2 separate regions of the Sus scrofa genome follow, and region 2 is linked to region 1. The links are chromatin contacts, called in public promoter capture Hi-C maps. All regions are on one chromosome and are shown on one strand. The core of a region is the stretch at or near the end of the contact, and the rest is flanking DNA. Distances in the headings are between cores, read along the strand shown. Region 1 holds the start of TOMM40 (translocase of outer mitochondrial membrane 40). Region 2 holds the start of CLPTM1 (cleft lip and palate transmembrane protein 1).

Region 1 (7,738 bases), core at 3,606-6,105:
CAGCCATCATCATTACAGATACAGGATGCTCTGGTCTGTGCGTAGGTAGAATGACAGAATCTAACATAATTCGGGGGACAGGAAAGCATTTCATTCACTTTTTTCATTTTTTCTTTTAACACGATTTTCCCTTCATGCCCCATAGTGGGTTGTGGGAACACCCCGTTGGCAGCATCAGATCTGGTTTTTTGCCCTCATGTGGCTCATAGTGCGGCACAGCCGCTGGATGATACCGGAAGTAATGTTTCATATACAAACCCAGCAAGCACCCCACGAGGAAGATGTAGCTAGTTATGATCATATACCAGGAGTTTCCTAATCCTCCCGGAGAGCCAGGAGAGAAGAAGGGTGGAGGAGTTAGCTGGGCAAGGGGACATGGGCAGTGGAAAGGGGATCAGGCAGAGTCAAGAACTGTGCTGGGGCCCTGGGCTACCAGGCTTCTCGGGGCTTGGCCTCCACCTGACCTGCCTTCTCCCCCACAGCCTGGAGGGGCCTCCCTCATACAAGCCGCCGACGCCCAAGGCGAAGCTGGAGGAGCCAGAGATGGTGAGCCCTCCCCCTGGAACCCCCAGCTGCCCCACCGTCCCGCCCACGTTTCCCCACAGTGGCCGGGGCTGGGAGGGAGGGCTGACTGGAGAGGCTGACTGCGAGGGGGTCCTGACCCGTCCCTCTCTCTCCCGTTACAGCCTTCCCAGCTCTTCACGCTGGGGGCCTCGGAGCACAGCCCGCTCAAGACTCCCTACTTTGATGCTGGCGCCCCATGCCCTGAACAGGTAGGTGCTCTGGAGAGGACAGAGTTGGGTTTGGTGTCTGGGTTAAAGGGCCTCCTGACCTAAGAGGTCACACACTAAAGATTACAATGCAAGTTCAGGGCTGTGTCTCTGAACTTTTTTGCTTGTTTGTTTGCTTTTTAGGGCTGCACCTGCAGCACAGGGAAGTTCCCAGGCTAGGGGTTGGATCAGAGCTACAGCTGCCGGCCTCCACCACAGCCACAGCAATGCAGGATCTGAGCCACGTCTGTGACCGACACCACAGCTCACGGCACCGCCGGATCCTTAACCCACTGAGTGGGGCCAGGAATCCATTGCTTCCTCATGGATCCTAGTCGGGTTCGTTAACCGCTGAGCCATGAAGGGAACTCCTGTATCTCTGAATTTAAAGCACTGAGATGCATCTAGAATTCAGGGGCGAAGGTCATGGTCGTAAAAGTCCAAGGATACGAGGTTAAAGTCATCAGAGAAGACTGGTCGAGCATCTCCATTTGCCGGACACTGTGCCCAGAGCTGGGACAAGACATGGTCCCTGCCCTTAGTGGCCTCCTGGAGGTCAGGTGTAGGATGTTGAGTTGGAGACAAATCGAGTTTCAAAGGTCTATTAGAGGTGAAGCTTAGGTCAAGATTGAAGTCTGGAGTTCCCATCGTGGCTCAGTGGTAATGAGTCCAACTAGTATCCTTGAGGATGCAGGTTCAACCCATGGCCTCATTCAGTGGGTTAAGGATCCAGCATTGCTACGAGCTGTGGTGTAGGTCGCAGACCCGGCTTGGATCCTGTGTTGCTGTGGCTGTGGTGTAGGCAGGCAGCTGCAGCTCCGATTAAACCCCTAGCCTGGGATGCACTGGGCATGGCCCTAAAAAAAATATGAAAGGAAAAGAAAAGAGAGGCTCAGGATTGCTGGGTGGGGTTCACGCCCTGGGCTTTCAGTTAGGGACGAGCCATATGTTTGCTCCAGGGCAACATCTGTCCACGTGACAAGGGCTGATATTGAGTGAGGTCTGCTTGGCACAGGAGAGGGTGGTCAGGATTTGGGGGTCAAGGAGCAGATTGAGATTCTGTGTCATGCTCAAGAGGTGACCTTGGGCTCATTCCCTCTGCGCCCCCAGGAAATGCCTCGATACCATGAGTTGCCCACCTTGGAAGAGCGGTCAGGGCCCCTGCTGCTTGGGGCCACAAGCGTGGGGTCCCCCATCCTGGTGCCCCCAGGGCCACCTGCTGCGGAGAGGGTTTCCCTGGATCTGGAGGACGAGGAGGAGGAGGAAGACTATCTGGACAAGATCAACCCCATCTATGATGCCCTGTCCTACTCCAGCCCCTCTGACTCCTACCAGGGCAAAGGGTTTGTCATGTCTCGGGCCATGTATGTGTAAACTGCCATGGCCCTGGCCTCTCGCCTCTCTTTTTTGATCCCTCAGCTTTCTGCCAGGGATGTAGGACTCCTTGACCTCTGGCCAGGCCACTGTCAGTTAACACACATGCATCTCATCTGAATTCTACTCCGGTGGCTCTGCTAAGACTTCTAATCCATGATCTCTGACCCAGAGAAATGGGCCATGACAATGGAAACACCTTGACTCTTGAGGGGCTGGGGAAGGTATGTTTCTGCACAACCTCTCACCCAAGGACCCCTAAGACTGTGACCTTAGATCATACCTCTCATGTCTCACCATCTCCAGATCCACCCCCCAAAAAAATCCCAAAGAAGACCCCAGATCGCTGATTTGTCCTCAGACGGTGACTCCCAGTAGGTCTGCTGGGGTGGGTGTTGGGGGCATCCTGCTGCTCAGACCTGAGCCCTCCAGGTGGCAGAGCTCCTCTCACCCAGTCCCCACCCTGCCCCCCAAAAGTGGAAGGGAGGGGAGTCCCCAGCTCAAAGCAGAACTTCCCCATCTCCTCCCTCCTGCAGGCAGGAGTCTCAGGGTACAGACCCTTCCCTGAGCCCCCACTACCCCATTTCCTATCTACAGGGAACTAAGCCCCAACTCAGGGCTACATGGGGTGAGCCTCATGCTGAGTGTGCCTTGCTGACCCCAGCCTTGGGAGAATTTGCTGTTACTTTGAAAACTACTGAGTCCCTTTACTCCTGTCCAGTGGGATTGGACCAAGCATCTCCCTGGATGGGAAAGTGGATCACCTGGGTTTGGGGATGTGATATTGTTTTGTAATAGAGCATTTCCTACAAGATACAAGTTTGTACTTTGACCAGGTCTCACCTAGTGTTTTTTTTGTGGGCTGTGAAGGGGATGGAGATGGAACAGGATGGGAAATGAATAGGGGGCTGAGGACTTGAGGGAATCAGTAGACCAGAAGTCAAGACAGGTTACAGACAAAAAGAAAAAGGACAAAAGATATGACAAAGATAATGGAGGGCCTAAAGAGCAAGAATGCATAAGCCAAAAACGTAGTGATGGGTAATGGAAGGAGAGGGGAAGGAGTCCAGGCATGGTGGTTAAGGAAAAGGAATCCTCAACAGTAATCTAATGAATAATAGACAGAAATAAAGGGAACAAAGGAGAAATAGCAGTAATTAAGTACGAGGGGCTTGGGCGTAATGAATAAACGGCAATAAAAACAGGCCAAAAGCAAAAGTATTAATGTTTTATTTCATTTATTTATTTATTTATTTATTTATTTATTTTCGTCTTTTTGCCTTTTCTTGAGCCGCTCCTGCGGCATATGGAGGTTCCCAGGCTAGGGGTCGAATCAGAGCTGTAGCCGCCGACCTAGACCACGGCCACAGCAACGCGGGATCCAAGCCTACACCACAGCTCACCACAACGCGGGATCCTTAACCCACTGAGAAAGACCAGGGATCGAACCTACAACCTCATGGTTCCTAGTCGGATTCGTTAACCACTGCGCCACGACGGGAACTCCAGTATTGTTTTAATAGGAGCTCAGGGCACGATGGGTAATAGATCCGAATGAATAAGCCAGGGACAGAGGGATGAATAATGGAGCTGATGTGTAATGGACCCAAAACTAGATGCTCAATTAAGGAAGAGCTAGAAGAATGAAGGGAATGAACGGGCATAAAGGGGCTAAAGGTAGTACAGGCAACCAAACTGAAATGAATGGGACGGAAGGCATGCTGGGTAATGGGACCTGAATGAATGGGCCAAAGATAGAAGCCGCAGCGACTTGGCCAGGGGTGGGAGGAGACCCAGAAGACATCATGGGTAACGAAAGGGGTGGGTCTACGGCAACTGTCCTGTTAAATAGGTAAGGGGCATTGTGGGTAACAAGAAACAGGACAGGGTTCATGTAACGGGTTAGAATTCTCCCGTGGCACTGTGGGAACGGCCAGCACTTCCGGCTTTCGGTCCGCGACTCAGGACTAGGGGGCCGCCCCTTTGCCGCGAAGCCTGGTGGGACGCGAGGCCTGACCTTGCTGCCTAGCAGCCTCTGCCGCGCAACCCACCTTTATCCATGTCCTTTGACCCCGGCACTTTAGCCAATGAACACACCAGATAGATTACGTCAATAGGGTAGGACCTTGTACCTGCCGGAGCCAATCAGGATGCGTCAAGGACCAAGGCCGACCAATAAACATGGCAACTTCGCCGCGGGGCGGAGTCGAAAGTGTGGGGGGGGTGACTTCTGGAAAGGGGCGGAGGCGATACGTCAAAAGGGCGTTGCAAAGCAAGCAGCACAGGCCAATGGCGGGCGAGCACCGGAACCCGCGGCATCGCGAACCAATCGGCGTGGGCTCTCCAAGCCAGTGGGAAGGACGGGGAGGTGTGCTTTGACCTGTCTGCGAGTGGGAACCAACAGAAAAGGACGTTCCAAGGAAGTGGGTGGAACTCTCATCCACGACACCAATAGTAAGGCCAGACCCTGAAGCCGGTGGGCGGACGCAAGGGCCCGTTAAACCAATGGACTGGGGGGGGCGGGGCGACGGTGGCGGCGGCGGCGGCAGCGGGTTCGGTTGCGCGTGGCGCACGGGGTGGGAGCGGAGCCCAGACCGGGAGGAGGCGCTGCCGCGGGTGAGAACCGGGGTTACGAGCAAGGGGGTGTTGGCTGGGGACAGGGCTTGGAGCCCGTGGGCCTTGACCTCTGCCCTCTGACCCTTCCCTTTGCAGGCGACCATGGGGAACGTCTTGGCCGCTAGTTCGCCGCCTGCAGGGCCGCCGCCGCCACCTGCGCCTCCCCTCGTGGGACTGCCTTCGCCTCCGCCCTCTCCTCCCGGCTTCACGCTGCCGCCGCTCGGGGGCGGCCTGGGCGCTGGGGCTGGTACAGGTCGAGGTTCCGAACGGACCCCTGGGACTGCGGCCGCTAACGCTGGAGGGACCGGGGATGATGGGGCCTGTGGCTGCCTGCCCAACCCGGGCACGTTCGAGGAGTGCCACCGGAAGTGCAAGGGTGAGGGGCTAGGGGCCCGGCGGGAGTGTGATGGCCCGGATCTCGGGGGGAGGGGGAGAACACTGAGGACCTTGGGAATTGGCACGGACCACTGGAATCATTGAACACAGCGTTAGGAGCTGATGTTGGAGTCGAATGGTGCAACGTTGAACTCGGGGCTTAGAACGATGGGATCAAATGGTGGAACCTTGGGATGGAATGCCAAGGCAGCAGAGAAAAGCTTTAGGGACCTCAGGAACCCCAGGAATCAGCCAAGCCAGCCTCATGTGATCGTGAGGGAAACTGAGGCCCAAGGTCACCGTGACAGCAAGGGGCAGTGGGGGTAGAAGCCAAGGCTTTTGGATCCCGATGTGGAATAGTTATGATGGAAGAGTGGTGGCCACATCCTGAGCACTGGCACTCAGTACGTGTTAACTCATGAAACCCTTGCAATAGTTCTATGCGGTGAATATCCTCAACTTCCAGTTGATAAAATTGACAGACTGAGATGAGTTGACGTGTCTCCTGTCACACTGGCAGTAAGTGGTGGCCCTGGGATTTGGATGTAGGCAAAGGCCTTGATCCTGAGCACATCAAAACACTAGGCTGTTTTGCCTCTGTATTGGTTGGGGTACTTTGCAATGTGTTGCTTGTGGGTACCTGGGGAATGGAGAGTGAGGATTCTAGGGAAGGAAGGCACCTGAGAAGAGGTGTGTGTGTGTGTGTGTGTGTGTGTGTGTGTGTGTGTGTGTGTGTGTGTGTTCGGAGTGTGACAACCAGCATTCTCTCTTTCTCAGAGCTGTTTCCTATTCAGATGGAAGGTGTCAAGCTCACAGTCAACAAAGGTTTGAGTAATCATTTCCAGGTGAGCCTTCCTGGGCCCCTCTTCCTCCAGGGGTCATCCCCCCCATCCCCCTGCATCTGCCCACACAGCCCTTTTATTGCAGCCTAAAGGTGTGGGCTCCTTGTTGCCAGACTAACCACTCCGTGGCGACCAGTGTAGAGTCTGGGGACCAAGAGTCCAGAAATAATGCACCTCACCCCCAACCAGCATCCAGGCAGGAATAAAGTGCCAGGCGTGTGCCCCAGCCCTGGCACATCCCTCCTCTAAGCTTCCAATCTAGTCAGGGCACACCTCCCAGTCTTCATCTTCAGCCCAGCCCAGCCTGATAGGAAAGCTAGATTGACAAGGATCCCGGATCCTGGGCTGGAGGGGAGCTGTCCTAGGCATGAGCTCAGCTGCATTCCTTGGGCAGGGGCGTGGTCCTCGGACTCATCGCCACAGCCCTCCCTCTTTTCCCAGGTGAACCATACAGTCGCCCTCAGCACAATCGGGGAGTCCAACTACCACTTTGGGGTCACGTACGTGGGGACAAAGCAGCTGAGTCCCACAGAGGTGAGCTTCCTTTTGCCATTCATTCATTGTATCTTTCTTGTAACACATAATGCAGCCAAACAGGTAAAGAAGGCTTTGTCAGTAGGAGGTCAGAGCTGCCAAGGGTGTTGGGACGTGCTGTCTGTCTCTCCAAGGTGCCCTGGAGCCTGGGTCATTTCTTCATCCTGCCCTCCACTTCTCAGCCTAGCCCTGTGCCGAGAGAAGCTGAGGACGCCAAGGTCACCAGTGATGACCCAGAGTGGGCAGGGCTGGGCTGTGTGGATCCTTGCTGGGCTTCGAAGGCCAAGCTAGGCATTTCACCTCGGGGGCACTAGGGGGCAGTGGAGAGCCACTGAAAGATTTGAACGAGGGAAAGACAGGCCAAGAGGAGGCCAGATGAATGCTTTGGAACTGGCATTTCTCAAGTTGTCTGGAGGCTATTAAGGGAGTGGAAAAAACTGGGGGCCTGGAAGGAGGTTGGGCCAGGACACGGGTGGGCTTAAGGGACTAAATTAGTCTTTGCTTATGTTAACCATTTCCAGGTAATTTACTCAACCAACCTTCCTTGCACCCCCATTCTGTGCCCAGCCCTGTGCTGGGGACATAGCAGTGATTCAAACAGACATGGGGCTCACAGCCCAGTGGAGAAAGGGAACAGGCCTGTCCCCAGACAGCAGTAGTCCAGGGTGGGCAAGACTGAGATGGGAGAACCCAAAAGCAGTGTGAGCTCAGAGGAGAGCCTGGGTCAGCCTAGGTGGCCTTGGAGGGCTTCTTGGAGGAGAAGACCCAATCTGAGGCTTCCTAATCCTCGGCTTCTCACCGAGGCCCATCATGGGTGTTCTTCCCTAATGCTAGATCTCTGACCTCTAACCCTGTCCTCTGCCCCACAGGCGTTCCCCGTGCTGGTGGGTGACATGGACAATAGCGGCAGCCTCAATGCTCAGGTCATTCACCAGCTGGGCCCCGGCCTCAGGTCCAAGATGGCCATCCAGGTGAGGGGGAGTCGGTGGCTCCCCGTACCCCTCTGAGCCCCAGGCTGCTCTTGTCCTTGCGCGCCATGCACAGAGAAGCCCCACATACTGAAACATTGGGTTTAGAACAGAAAGAGGTTTGTTGTGAGGACCAAGCAGGGAGCAGGCGTGGCCTATGCGCTGAAGTCCCCAGCTTCCCAGTAGTTTTTCGGTTGTTTGGTTGGTTGGTTGGGTTTTTTTTTGGTTTTTGGTTTTCTTCTCTTAGAGCTGCACTCAC
Region 2 (7,738 bases), core at 2,530-5,029, 52 kb after region 1:
AGGCTGAGGGGTGGGAAGCAGAGGATGAGCCAGACGACCAATGAGAAGATACCTTCAGACAACAACGAAGAAAAGGTGAGGAAGTGAGGCGTTCAAGGCCCGGGTGTGGCCACCTTGGGTAGGTCGTAGGTTCAGGGGCAGGGAGGACCTGGCTAGACCGAGGATGCATCACCACGGAGGGTGGTCAGGGCTGTTGGCAATGGAAAGGAGGGCAGGGGAGGGGAGCATTCCCTTGGTCCCCAGGTCCGAGCGGATGGGAGAGGGTGACTGGGCAGTGGGGACGTCCAGGCCAAAAGCACAGGGTGTACAAACACGAGCAGAGGACTCTCTGCAGCCTGAGAGAGGACAGTGCTGGGGCCCCTGGATAGAGGGGCTGAAGGTCTGGATTCTTGCATCTGGAGGGAGCAGAGGGTGGTCCTGGGCCCCACATCCCCTGCGTGGGGCTATTGCCTTCTGAGGATGTGGGGCCTGCGTTCTCCTCATCCACTTGGCATGAACTTCCGGCCAATCTTCTCGGCACCCCTGGGGCACTTTTCCCAGTCCGGAGCCTGGGCAGCTGTGAGTCTAGCAGCAAACAGAGGTCTTAGGGAGGGGTTGTGGGAAATGCCCCCAAGTCCCCAGGGCCTGGGAAGAGCTGAGGCTGCCAAGCTCAGGGGGTGACGGGAAGGGGTGGGGGGACACCCTGGAGAAACAATTCCTGCTCTGTCCACTTGTTTCCCACAGACTCAAGCCAAACCAAACCACTGCCCAGGACTGTTCTGCTTCCAACCAATCCTGGTGCCCTTCCCAGACTCCTCCTTCCGTTCTCAGCCTCCACCCCAGTCCCACTCCCTTCAGGACCCCAGGAGTCCAGGCCCCCAGACTCCTCCTCCCCCAGAACTGAGGACCCCCAACCCATTCTCCTCAGGACCCAGAAATTCCGGTTCCCCAGCCCTCTATTCCTTTAGAACCTGAAATCACAGCTTCTGGGTGTTGGGCGTCCCCTAGTGGAGTGCAGAGCGGGTCTGGCCTGTGATGCTCTGTTAGAAATGGGAGAATAGGGAGTTCTTGTCGTGGCGCAGTGGTTAACGAATCCGACGAGGAACCATGAGGTTGCGGGTTCGGTCCCTGGCCTTGCTCAGTGGGTTAAGGATCCGGCGTTGCCGCAAGCTGTGGTGTAGGTTACAGATGCAGCTTGGATCCCGAGTTGCTGTGGCTCTGGTGTAGGCCAGCAGCTACAGCTCTGATTAGACCCCTGGCCTGGGAACCTCCATATGCCGAGGGAGCGGCCCTAGAAATGGCAAAAAGACCAAAAAAAAAAAAAAAAAAAAAAAAAAGGGAGAATAGGAGTTCCCATCATGGCGTAGTGGAAACAAATCCGATGAGGAACCATGAGGTTGTGGGTTCGATCCCTGGCCTCGCTCAGTGGGTTAATGATCCAGTGCTGCTGTGATGTAGGTTGCAGACGCAGCTCGGATCCCAAGTTGCTGTGGCTGTGGTGCAGGGTGGCAGCTACAGCTGCGATTAGACAGATCTCTAGCCTGGGAATTTCCATATGCCATGGATGTGGCCCTAAAAAGAAAAAAATAAATAAATTTGTACATATAATTCTGTACCTTTAAGAAAGAGTCCCACAAAATCTCAAATCTGCCTGCCTTCTGCGGGATTTAATCAGTATGCTCATTTCACATTTATTTATTTAGTCTTTTGTCTTTTCTAGGGCCACACCCATGGCATATGGGAGGTTCCCAGGCTAGGGGTCTCATCAGAGCTACAGCTGCCGGCCTGCACCACAGCCACAGCAACGCCGGATCTAAGCCATGTCTGTAACCTACACCACAGCTCACGGCAACGCCAGATCCTAAACCCGCTGAGAGAGGCCAAGGATCGAACCCGAGACCTCATGGTTCCTAGTCGGATTCATTTCTGCTGCACCATGACGGGACCTCACCTTTATTCAATTTATTTATTTAGCTACACCAGCAGCATGCAGAAGTTCCCGGACCAGGGATCAAAGCTGCACCACAGCAGTGACCTGAGTCCCTGCAGTGACAGTGCAGGATCCTTAACTTACTTGGCCACCAGGGAACTCCTTGTTTCACCTTTAGACTTGAAGACCGGCCCTACAACTTCACAGAATTGTTACCACTACCATTGTTATCTGTAAGAGAAGTTCCAAGACACACCTGCCGCTGTCAGGGATGAAGCAAAGTGGGCAGGGGCGGAGCGGGCAGTCCAGGGATCTGGGAGGACTGGGAGGCGAGGCCACACCCAGTCTGGGGCTGTGAGGGCACTCCTCGAGGAGGGACAATACTATTGAGTTGAGACCTTGAGGAAAGTCGAGGAGGGTGTATCTACAGTTTATGTATTTATATCTATCTAGTAAAATGAAAAATAAATAACTAGAACATTTCAGTGCTAAATCTGGTCTCCTTTCCAGGTAATACGTAGTTAACGGCGTGTGATATTATTTACTAAGCGGCCAGGTGCTTTACATTCTTAATCTGAGTCTTTCCAATAACCCCACGGAGCAAAGGGGTGAAGGAAGAGGGGGTATGATTATAATGCCCAGTTTGTAAAAGAGGAAGAAAATGAGGCCCAAAGAGATAGGTTATTTGTCAAGGATCATTTAGCCGGGCAGTAGCACAACCAAAGTTTGAACCCAGGTCCGACTTCCACCCAATTCACTGGTGAAGTTTTAAAAACCGCTGAGTCTTCCGTCCTCTCTGGGCCTCTATAACTCCTCCTTGGGCCAAGGGTCTCAACACGTGTTCGGGCCTGGGGCTGTAGGAAAATAGCTAAAGAAAAGACATGAAGTTCTCAGAACGCTGGAAACTGCGAGTCCACAGCTGCGAGATTTGCTAGAAAGCAAAGACCGCAAAGGAACGCGCGTGCGCATTAAGCCAGGCCTCCCGAAGACTTAGGGAAGCGCTGACAGGGTCCAATTTGGAAGTGTGGTGACGTGAGAACGCTGAAATAGTAACTCAATGCACAGGATTATAACCTAGAGAGACTTAACACAGGAAAAGGCAGTGTTGAGAAGAGAGGCCAGGAGTTCCCGTTGTGGCTCAGCGGAAACGAATCTGACTAGTATCCATGAGGTTGCGGTTCGATCGCTGGCCTCGCTTAGTAGGTCCGGGATCCGGTGTGGCCGTGAGCTATGGTGTGGATCACAGACGCGGCTCGGATCTGGTGTTGCTGTGGCTGTGGTGTAGGCCGGCGGCTGTAGCTCCGATTTGACCCCTAGCCTGGGAACCTCCATATGCCCGGATGCGGCCCTAAAAGAAAAAAAAAAAAAAAAAAAAAAGGAAGCGAGGTCACTGACCAAAGCCTCTGCCCTCCGAGTCTTCGGTAAGGAGGCCAGTAAAGTTCCTTTAACGCAGCAGGGGCGTGATTCAAGCAGAGCACCTTGAAGGGTTACGGTGGCCGGGAAAGCCCAAGAAACTTGGAAAGGAAAGTGCTCAAGAATCGGCGAGGATGATATTAACTGGAAGAGGCGGGGTTGTTGGGGGGAGAGGACAGAAAGAATGGAAGCTGTGGGAAGCACACATATTGGCCAAAGAAGTCTGGGGCGCTCGGGGCACGCAGTGCCCACCAGGTGAAAATACTCAGGTTGCAACGGGAAGGAGGGGGTGTTACGGTGGCCTGGTTCGCCCTTCCGTAACCGGAAGCGGCTTCTGAGAGGGTGGCTGAAGCGCTCTTGCCGGATACGGTGGCCGGCAGGTCGGGCAAAGCGTGAAATCTCGCGCGATCGCGCTGGCGCCGTCGGGGATGGGGCGGGGCTGACGGCGGGGGCGGGGACCCGGAGCGGGAAGATGGCGGCGGCGCAGGAGGCGGACGGGGCCGGCAGCGCCGTAGTGGCGGCCGGGGGAGGCGGCTCCGGTCAGGTACGGAGGCCGAGAGGGGCCTGAGGGGTTCTTCCCCACTCGGGGGGCCTCCCACGGGGCGTGTCCTGCCTCTATTCACGGAATCCCGTGCATTGGGGGCTCCTTGCCCAGAGGGACCTTGAATACAGGGCCCAGGCGGGGCCGGGCGATCCGGGAGGCCGGACAGTGCGGGGACCGGGGCCCTGTTGCGCGCCGGGTCCCCTGCACGCTCGCGCCGGGCTACCACCCGGCTCGTTGCTCGAGCCAAAGAGACAGTGGCGCGGAGGGGCGCAGACTTGTACCCAGGCGCCTTGGGTTCTCTCCTGACTCCGCGATCCTGGGCTCCAAGACCGTTCTCACAGTGGGCTGGCGTTCACGGGGTCTTTTTCTCGGTGCCCGAGGTATGGGCAATGATTGATTACTTGGGAGTTTTCTAAGTCTGGGGAAGTTAGGTGACCGTCATGGGTTAAGGGCACGCGCTGAACAGACCCATTTTACAGACAGGAGTCTAAAGAGCAGAGTAAGGAAGGTGCTTGCAGAAGGTCACCCAGGTTAGATTTGGGGGCCGTTTCCTTTAGAACTTACCAGACATTGCTGAAACAGGGTAGTGGGGGCTGAGCTAGGTGTATTTGCAGCATAAATTAGCCCTATGGGGGACTTAGTCCTGGTGCTGATGGCTTCTGACCCATTGCCACTTAAACTAAACTGAGGCTGCAGAACATACTAGTTCAGGCAGCCATCCTTCAGCCATTTAGGGAATCAATGGAGTGACAGCCAGGTGCTGCCGACCCACCCACTAGGATGTCACTGACACGTGGGAGGCAGCTGGGGGAGAGGAGTGCAGGTTGGGTGGGGGGAACGAAGCTGACTCTATGTGACCTTGGGCAAGTACCTTTTCCCCTTTGGACCTTCAGTTCTCCAGGGGTACATGGAGGGGTTGGACAGGAGGGCCAGCCCTTTGGTGTTTTCTCTCTCACTCTACTGAGGAAGGGACTAGCGTGTAAACAAAGAATGATAGTCCTGACTGACAAGGGTGATGGCACAAAGTCTTTATCAGGGACTGCAGGAGCCCAGAGGAGGGGCAAATAATGTCACCTGGGGAAGACACTGGGGTGAGAATTGTGTGGCAGAGCCACCATTCCTGGTCTGGATCTTTTCAGCATCCTCATCCAGGGCCTGGTCCTTGGGGCACCCTTAGGAAGTGTTTGTTGAGTGAGGGCTAGAGTGAAGACTCAGCCCCTAACTTCAGGGGCCTTCCAGTCTCACTAAAAGAAGGTCTTTCTTCCTCTTGAGTGTCTGTTGATTACTGGGTGGGAGGTGGTCAGAGAGACTAGGTCTCAGGGTGCCCTGATGCCCTGAGTTTACAGAGACACCCCCTTGGCCCCCAGATCTCCTCCTGTCCCATTTCTCCGTATCGTCTTTCAAGACTTAACGCCTTTGCTTTCAGGATTAAGTATGAATTCTTTGGCAGATCAAGGCTTTGCATGATCTGCCTTTTTGCTTTAGACTAGGATTTCTCAGCATCAGCACTGTTGACATTTGGGGTTGGATAATTCTTCGTTGTAGGGGGCAGTCCTGTCCATTGGAGGATGTTAGCCAGCACCCCTGGCCTCTACCCACTAGATGCCAGTAGGACACACATCCATCCCCAGTAGTGACAATCACAAATGCCTCCAGGGAGTTCCTCTCGTGGCTCAGCGGTAACGAACCTGATTAGTTTCCGTGAGGACTCAGGTTCAATCCCTGGCATTGCCATGAGCTGTGGTGTAGGTCGCAGACGCGTCTCGGATCTGGCATTGCTGTGGCTGTGGCAAAGGCCGGCAGCTCCAGCTCTAGTTAGACCCTAGCCTGGGAACTGCCATATGTCACAAATGTGGCCCTAAAAAGATGGAAAAACATGCCTCCAGACATTGCTAAATGTCCCCTGGGGGCCAAAAAATTGTTCCAGCTTGAGACACTGGGCAAAGGAGCATCAGCTGCTGTGAGGCTCTTTTATTTCCAGGAGGTTGCCTTGTTGGCTGTGTCCTGCCTCATAGCCTTTGCACAGGCTTCTCCCCTCTTTACCTGGCTGATCCTTACTAGTCGTGTACGCCTCAGGTGTTCTCTTCCCTAGGAAGCCTGTCACCCTCTCAGAGGGCTCCCCTGTCCCAGCCCTGCCCACTCTGGCCTGTCACTGTCTTGTCTCTTCCAGTGGGCCGGGAGCCCCTGGAGGGCAGAGCCGGAACTGTCTTGGTCACCACTGTGCCCCTGGCACCGCCCAGCTCAGGACCAGGCACAGAGCAGGCACTTGTCATCTGTGGAGTGGGTGGGTTCAGAGGCAGAGGCTGGGCCGGGGCGGGATTCCCTGGTGGGTCCAGCAGTCCAGGAGAATGCCTGACTCCCTCCCGGCCCCTGGCCCAGCCTCATGGTCTCAGCGGCTTCCTGGGCCCTGTAGTGGGTGTTGCTGAGAATTGTGTGTGAAATCGGGCATGCGGGTCGAAGAGCAGGAACCATGTCTTAGTCACTGCTGTGTCCTCAGCCACCGCCACCACCCTCCCCTGCCCACGGGCGGGCCCTCCGCAATCTCCTGCCCCAGTCAGCCTGCTCCTCCAGCCAGGGGCTCAGACACAGGGCCCCCAGCTCTGATAACCATCCTTCGCCTAATGCGTAGGAAGTCCCCACTACATGCTGGGCTCATGCCCATGCTGGGATACAAATGAACAAGACAGGCCCTGCCCTCCGGGAGCTCAGGTATTTGCTGAGGGCTGGAGGTTGGGGGATGGTGTGGGGTAGGGGACGGGACAGTGAACAAGGTAAATAAGAAAGATATATGGTGGGACAGATGGTGGTAAGTGCCTTGGACAGAACCAAAGCTCGGGAGGAGTGTAGGAACTCCCAGCCATGGGCAGGAGGGTCGCAGTTTAAATAGGGTGATCAAGGAGGGCCCTCTGGGGAGGTGACCTGAAGGAGATGAGGGAGGAGGAGTCACATAGACGCTTGGGGGGGGGGGGGGGCTTTCAGGTAAAGAGAACAGTCAGTGCAAAGGCCCTGAGGTGGGCGGTGCCTGGTGTGATGCAGGAGCAGTGAGGAGGCTGGAGCTGGTGACTGAGGGGAGGGGGCCAGCTCATGCCAGGCCCTGGCGGCCATGGAAACAACTTTGCCTTTACTCCGAGGGCAGTGGAAGCCACAGAGAGAGTTACCTTTTTATTGAGGGGTAATTTAGCCACATTCACCTGCTGGCAGCGTAGAGGTCAGGGGTATTGAGTACATTTATGCAGTTGTGCAGTGCAACCAAACCCAGAACACCTCTGTTCCCTCAATACTTCCCTTGCTTCTTTTTACAGTGACTCTGCCCCCAGCAGCGTTCCTTTTTGTTGCTAAGTAGTATTCCATTGCACCCATACAGCACAAGCCATTCACTGAAAGACTTCGGGGTTGTTGCTGGCTTTACGAATAATACTGCTACGGCCATTTGCATATAAGCTTGTATGATGTTCGACGCGGGTTCTCATTTCTCTTGGGTACAGACCTTGGAGTGGGGCTGCTGGTTTGGATGGTGGGGGCATGTTTCACTTTTTAAGTATCTGCCATATTTTTCAAACCAGCAGTTCCCTTTCTGCCACCAGCAGTGTAGAACTGCTTCGATTTCTCCACATCCTGGCCAGCACTGGTGACTTTGTCTCCCCTCACCTCTGCCGCACCTGCTGCATGTGGAAGCTCCTGGGCCAGGGATTGATTCTGAGCTGCAGCTGCAGCAACGCTGGATCCTTAAAATCCGCTGCCCTGAGCCTGGGATTGAACCCATGCTTCTGCAGCTACCTGAGCTGCTGCATTCGGATTCTTAATCCAGTGCACCACAGTGGGAACTCACACCCTTCTTTTTTTTTTTTTTTGTCTCTTTGCTATTTCTTTGG

Evidence for each region. Promoter capture Hi-C pulls out the DNA fragments that hold promoters and counts their contacts.
Region 2: a promoter capture Hi-C map of liver shows a contact between it and region 1, with 7 times the contacts expected there. The contact joins the promoter of CLPTM1 here to the promoter of TOMM40 in region 1. A contact is called at or near these places in 4 of 5 promoter capture datasets (fetal liver, liver and skeletal muscle), 23 of 47 Hi-C or Micro-C datasets (alveolar macrophages, brain, embryonic fibroblasts and 12 more) and 2 of 2 datasets of contacts at active chromatin or transcription factors (alveolar macrophages and skeletal muscle).

The regions. Positions count from the first base shown.
Region 1 is chr6:51,355,301-51,363,038 of Sscrofa11.1, forward strand. It overlaps TOMM40 (translocase of outer mitochondrial membrane 40), which reads left to right and starts at 4,856. Exons shown (of 9, transcript NM_001315748.1): 1 at 4,856-5,136; 2 at 5,913-5,980; 3 at 6,419-6,511; 4 at 7,381-7,482. The coding sequence starts at 4,863. It also overlaps a transcript of NECTIN2 not described here.
Region 2 is chr6:51,407,995-51,415,732 of Sscrofa11.1, forward strand. It overlaps CLPTM1 (cleft lip and palate transmembrane protein 1), which reads left to right and starts at 3,780. Exons shown (of 18, transcript XM_003127223.6): 1 at 3,780-3,866. The coding sequence starts at 3,795.